Regions from separate parts of the Ovis aries genome. Here region 2 is linked to region 1. Evidence: chromatin contacts called from public Hi-C data. All regions are on one chromosome and are shown on one strand. Each heading gives the region's core, a stretch centred on a gene start, on an enhancer-like site or on the middle of the called end of the contact. The rest is flanking DNA. Distances are from core to core; before and after follow the strand shown.

Region 1 (3,043 bases), core at 346-2,845:
GATAGCCAGGCCTTCCCAGTGTGTGTGCAACTGGGCCTCTGTGGCAAGGCTGGGGGTGGAGGATTATGTTCTGTGCACAGGAGCCCTAGACGCCTACGCCCAGTGAGCATGTGCACAGAGAGACAAAAGCCTCCCCTGAGAGCCCAGAGACCCCCACCCTGGGGTGGAGACAAGCAGCATTGGGAGCAGAGTGGTGTGGGTTCTTCCTAAACTCAGAATCCCCAGTGCTGAGAACAGTAACTGGCACACAGTGGGCTCCTGCACATTGGTTGGATGGATGACTGAGTGACTTCCTGATCCCAGGCCCAAGGAGGAGGACCTGACGTTTGTCTGCCTGCTCCACTGTGAGGCAAGACTGCTTGGGTTCTGTGAGCCTGGGAGAGGCGGGTGTGCAGGCAGGCTTCAAAGGACCAGGAGGCAAGGGATGGGGACCAGGAGCACCATGGTGAAGCCGCTCTGTCTCTGGTGAAGCACTCTCTGATCCCTGGGTATTCACAGCACTGAGGAACTTTCAGGTACCCCCAGAATCCCCAGCGGGGACCCCCACACACAATTCCACGGTGGTCATTAAAGCTGGGTCTGTGGACTCAAATGTGTCCCTAGCTAGACCAACGCCTGTTCTGGTGTGCTAAGGGGCCTGATGGAGCCCCCGAGGCACTGGTTTGCCAGGCCACCCACTTCCAGGGGTGACTTTGCACCAGCCCCAGCCTCTCTCCAGGCCTGTTTCCCCACTTATACAGTCAGATCCTGTGACCCCCTCTCCCTGCCCGAGGTCAGACCTCGCGCACAGCTGCCTTCCCCCTCTGACTGGCAAACAGCCCCTGGGACTGCCCGGGGATGCATGGACCTGCCTGGGCACACGCGTGCACACGCAAAGGCACACACACAGGGTTAGGCATGTGCACACAGGCCCCTGCTCCCACAGGTACACACGTTCACACAAGCAGACACACTCTCACACCCTGCAAGCGCAACCCACCCTCACACTCAGCCCCCCCCGCCCCCCCCCGCCGTGTGTCCCGGCCCTTCCCTCCCGACCCTCACCCTTGCCCAGGGCACTCACACCAGCTCACACTCACTCACGCTCCCTCACACACACCCCACATAGGCTGGGCACCGACAGTTGGCGCGGGCGGGGCTGGGAGCGGGAGGGAGAAAACCCGCGACTCCACCGGGGAAGAGGGGTGCGGGGGGTGCGCGGGCGAGGGAAATGACAGCCCGCGGTCCCCCTGAGTCCCGGCTCATGAATATTAATATGGCGGTAATTAAAATGCAGGGACGCGGCAGGATGGATGCGGTGCCTCCGGAGCGCTGGGGAGCGCGGCGTCTTCGCAGGCGGGGTGGAACCCGCTCCTCGCGGGCGCTCAGGCTCTGGGGCCGGGAGGGAGGGTGGGGGGAGAAGGGGGCCGGGGCCGGGGTCTGGGATCTGTTTCGGCCCGGCCGAGCGTGGCGGCCGCGCGTTCCCACCCGCGCCCTGCCCCAGGCCGGGCCGCCCGCCAGGCCCCCGTTTCCCGGAGCCGGCCCCCTCCCGCCCTCGCGGCCCGGTGATGTCATCGGCACAAAACTTTCCGCTTCCCGGCCGTCTCGGGGCCCTGAGTCATCGCCGCCTCCGGCCCGGCCCGCGCCGTCTGTTTGTGCAGAGCTGAGCCCCGCGGGGCCCCGGCCTGACTTCAGGCTGACACGGTCCGGAACCGCGTGGGGCCCCTGTACCCCACGCTGCGGGCCGCAGGGGTGGCGGCGGCGCTCCTGGGGGCTGTGGAGTCGGCTGGGGCGCCGGTAGGGCACACTCTGGGGTTCCAGTCTCAAATCGCCTTGACCTTGGGCAAGTCCTTTAGGCTTTCTGAACGTCCCGTGTCCTCACCTGCCACTTAGCAGGTGCTCCACGAATCTTCCCAGACTCAGTAAGTGAGTTGTGCTGCTGGGTGACCCCAGGCCCAGAGATGGGAAGGGACTCGTCCAAAGTCACACAGCACATGGGCAGGAGAGCTGGGTTTCTGGGCCCAAGTCCCTTCTGTCTTGCCACACGCTCTTAACGACCTAGGGCTGAGGACCCATTGGGGCATCTGCTGAGCGGGGCAGACCCAACAAGGTGGGTGGAGGGGCGTGTTCTGGAGCAGGCCCACGGTAGAGGGTGGGGGGGGGGGGGTGAGTCCAGACCAGTTTTCTCATCTCTAAAAGCAGGGCTGAAAATCAAGTCAGAAATAATAAAAGGCTCCAATAAGAAAAGACTATGCAGTGTGAAGGCTATTGGGCAGCTGTTAGCACCATATCCAGTGAGTGGGCCGTTTTGGAGTCTGATGACCTCGGTTCAAATCGCTGGCTCTCGGCCCCTTGTCCCCCACGCCTTGCTCTGCGCCCTCAAGTCAGGTACTGACAGCTGAGCCCTGTGCCAGAGCTGCCACCTTCCGCCTCCTCGGCCTCCTGGGTGCTGGGAAGGCTTGTCAGCAAATGCCCACTGCGTCAGAGACGTACGGAGACTGTGCCAAAAACATGGCCACTCTTAGGCTCTTGCTTGGGTCTTTGGCCTGTAACCTCAGGGCCCAGTGGATAGATGGAAACAAAGACCCTTCTGGCTGCTTCTCTCTGGGGCTGAGCAGGGATTAGGTCTGGGATTCCAGACCACACAGCTTCTCAGATGAGTGGTTGTAGCTCAGGCTGTTCCCCACATGCACCCCCAGTGCCACCCAGTGTCTCCCCTGGGTCCAGGCCTGCCCCTCCTGTGGGCCTGTGTGTGTCCATGTGGCTGAGCCCTCCTGACCCACACCCTACTCCTGCCCACACACACCCCCTCAAGCATCAGAGAAAGATTCACCCCGCATCCTTGCCTCTCCCTTCCCGCCCCCCACCCAGCTTCACTAAGACTCTTTCAAGTGCTCCAGAGCTGGGGGCGCCTCTTCTTGCCTAGAGGCCTTTGTACGTGCTCTTCCCTTCCTCTGCCAGGAACACCCCCTCTCTCCTCTCCCCCGTTTCTGGTTAACATCTTCTCCACCATCTCTCCTTAGCTCTTCCCCTGGGGAGTTGTCCTAGTTACCACCGCCCCATA
Region 2 (3,043 bases), core at 299-2,798, 68 kb before region 1:
TATAGGTCATTGCAAAATACTGGGTATAGTTCCTTGTGCTATACAGTAGGTCCTGGTTGATTATCTGTTTATTTTTGATTGGTGCATAGGCTCAGTGGTTAAGAATCCGCCTGCCAATGCAGGAGACGTGGGTTTGATCCCTGGATTGGGAAGCTCCTTTGCAGGAGGAGATGGCAACCCACTTCAGTATTCCTGCCTGGGAAATCCTATTGACAGAGGAGCCTGGCCGGCTACAGTCCATGGGGTCACAAAGGCCTGGCTCAGCGACTGAGCACATTCGGAGAGCTGCTTTCCAATGTTGTGTTACTTTCTGCTGTACGACAACGCGAATCAGTTCTAGGTATACATAGAGCCCCCTTTCCATTTTATGGACAGTAGTGTGTACGTTAATCCCAACCTCCTAATTTACCCCTCCCAGCCTTTCCCCTTTGGTAGCCATAGGTTTGTTTTCTGTGCCTCAGTCTCTTTCTGTGGTGTGGATTAAATGACAGCTGAGAGCTCTAAGCACACAATATGTGAGTATCAGATAGGCTTTGCAGACATCCCGTGTGCAGATGCCAACCCTTGATACCCCCTGCCCCACCCCCACTTCTCCTATAGTCTTCTTCATCTTGGGAAATGGTACCTCCCACTGTTCGTGCCACGGCAGTCATCCTTGACTTTTCTCTTTCTTCCACCCCCACATCCGATCCTTTGGCAAATCCTGATGACTCTACTTGAAAGAAACCCTGAATTCAGCCATGTCTGTCTCTCCCACTGTTGCTGTCCCCAGCCAGGCCAGCATTGTCTCTCGCCTGGACTCCACCAGCCTCTGACTTCTCCCACCTTTCCGCAGGCTTCTCCAGGCTGTGATCCACTCAGGAACCAGAGAGACTCTGTAAAACACAAATCAGCCCCTGGCTCGCTCTCCCCCACCCCACTGGCTTCAGGCGGTCATAGAGAAAATCTGAGCCCCGCCCCCAGAAGACCCGCACCGCCCTCAGGGCGCCCGGAGATGCCACCTCAGGGCCGCTGCACTTGCTCTTCCCCTGCCCAGGACTTCTCATGCCGCGTCTCTGCGGGGCTCACCGCCTCCCTTCGCCCAGGTCCCAGTCCGTGGTCGCCATCCTCATCGCCCTAACCTTCCTCTCCAGACTCCATCCCTTTCATTCTCCAGCCTAACCCCTCACTGTTTTCTCTCTAACTTGTCTTGCTCCCTGGCCCTTGGTATCGGCCTGTTTCTTTATCTCTTTCTTCCCTAGAACATGCGCCTCCCAAACTCGGGAACTGTGTCTTGCTGTCCAGAAAGCCTCCCGGTTTTTAGGACAGTCCCTGGCAAGAGCATGGGCTTGTTGATTGCCCTGATGGCCCAAGTGAATGGATGAGTGCTATTAGGATCATTCTTGCTCTGCAGAAAGCCAGAGAGAGAGAAGTTGAGGAGAGAGTTAACACGATTGTGCCTAATAAGAGAAACTCCAGCAGCCTGACCCGGCCTGTCTTCTGCCAGAGACCAGCGGGCTTTCCGTGGCTGGGGTTCAGTCTGACTGCTGCTATGGTTACCGGGAGCCACGGCCTCCAGAAGAAAGGCAAGGCCAGGCTGACTCTGCTGTTCTACTCAGCTTGTCACACATCTTCCTTGAGTGGTCCAGAGTCTGGTGGAGAAAGATCACATTCAAAGAGAGGTGGCCACCCCCATCTTGTCTTGGCTCCATTGTGCCGGATGGAGAGAGGACAGAGGGGCTGGCTGTTCTGGAAAACGGTCCATGCTCAATCCGTACGTGTTGAGGACCAAGCCAGGCTCTGGAGGGGACTCACAGGTCAGCAGTCCGTGGTCCCTGCCTGCAGGGAGGTTTCTGGCAGCTGGGAGTTCCAGGAGACCAGGGCAGGCTTAGCTGTGTATAAAAATAGCCCGTGCTCTCTCTGCCTGAGAGGGAGGAGGCAGGCACCTAGGGAGCCAGTGAGAGAGTGCTACAGTCCCCTCCTTCCTGCTGGCCCCTCACCCTGAGGCAGCCCCGTGGCCTGGGATGGAAGGGCCCCTACTTCTGCAGTGCTGGAGTCCCAGGTTCTTGGCACCCAGGAATGAAGTAGCATCTTCTTTAACATCAGGCCCCACAGGAGGCCAACACATTAAAGCGTTTGCTCAGGACCTCGCAGCTGGTATGGCAGAGCTTCTAGAAGGGTGTCTGGCTCTTCCCGTGGCCCTCACCGGGCAGTGATGTCCTCGGATCATCCTTATCATTTTTCTGCTCTTTCAGCTGGACACTCCATCCCCGATCTTCACTGCAGAGAACAGACTCCTGAGCTCCGGGAAGCCTTGGGGACTGACCACAGCTCCCTGAGGAGCTCCTGCAGAGCCTGGAGGTCCAGGGCTGAGGCCTGTTACCGTCACATCACTGTCTCTGCCTCAGCCTGCACGTGGCTTTCTCCTCTTCTGTGTCCCTTCCTTGTCTCCTCTAAGGACACTTTTGATGACATGGAGACCCCACCTGGGTAATCTGGGATGATCGGATTTCAGTATTCTTGACATCTCAAAGGACCCTTTCTCCAGATAAGGTCACATCCACAGGTTCCAGGGATGAGGATGTGGACTTATCTTTTGGGGGCCACCGTTCAACCCAATGCGACCTCCAGCATTATCACTGCTATCAGCATCCTTACCAACATCAGTTAAGTACTAATATGTACCAGGCTTAGTCCAGGTACTTTTCCTATACCATCTCCTTTAGTCCTTAAGACAAACTTAGGGCAGGTACTGTTATTATCCTATTTAATAAGGACATTGAGGCTCAGGGAGAAGTCAGCGCTTGTCCAGGGTCTCCCTTGAAACCCAGGCAGTTTGATTTCAGTGTCTCCTGCCTTGCCGTAGTTATCTTGCTCCACCCCCATTCTGTTTCCGATCATACAGATAATTCCATGGAAGAATCAGTGTGGGGCAATGAGCACCCAAATGGGCGGCAAGGTGCCTGGGTTCTGATCTAGGTTCTGCCACTAGACAGCAGCAGATGCCAGCTGGGTCTCTTCCCCACTCTGGGCCTCAGTGTGCCCATTGGTAAAATCGGAAAGT

Evidence for each region. A called contact is a pair of places that touch in the nucleus more often than the background predicts.
Region 2: a contact with region 1 is called in a Hi-C map of hypothalamus, with 2.5 times the contacts expected there. The contact joins two enhancer-like sites. A contact is called at or near these places in 3 of 16 Hi-C or Micro-C datasets (blood, hypothalamus and liver).

What each region holds. Positions count from the first base shown.
Region 1 is chr3:7,009,908-7,012,950 of ARS-UI_Ramb_v3.0, reverse strand. It overlaps LOC121818990 (a long non-coding RNA gene), which reads left to right. Exons shown (of 3, transcript XR_009599737.1): 3 at 1-602. Among named protein-coding and RNA genes, the nearest start is that of C3H9orf50, 120 kb to the right of the region's middle. Within about 2 kb of position 1,595, at least 45 of the 54 cell types and tissues checked have an H3K27ac peak or open chromatin away from gene starts, as enhancers often do. A contact at or near this core is called in hypothalamus, where this site is marked.
Region 2 is chr3:7,077,931-7,080,973 of ARS-UI_Ramb_v3.0, reverse strand. No RefSeq gene overlaps it. Among named protein-coding and RNA genes, the nearest start is that of TRNAG-UCC, 75 kb to the left of the region's middle. Within about 2 kb of position 1,548, at least 12 of the 54 cell types and tissues checked have an H3K27ac peak or open chromatin away from gene starts, as enhancers often do. A contact at or near this core is called in hypothalamus, where this site is marked.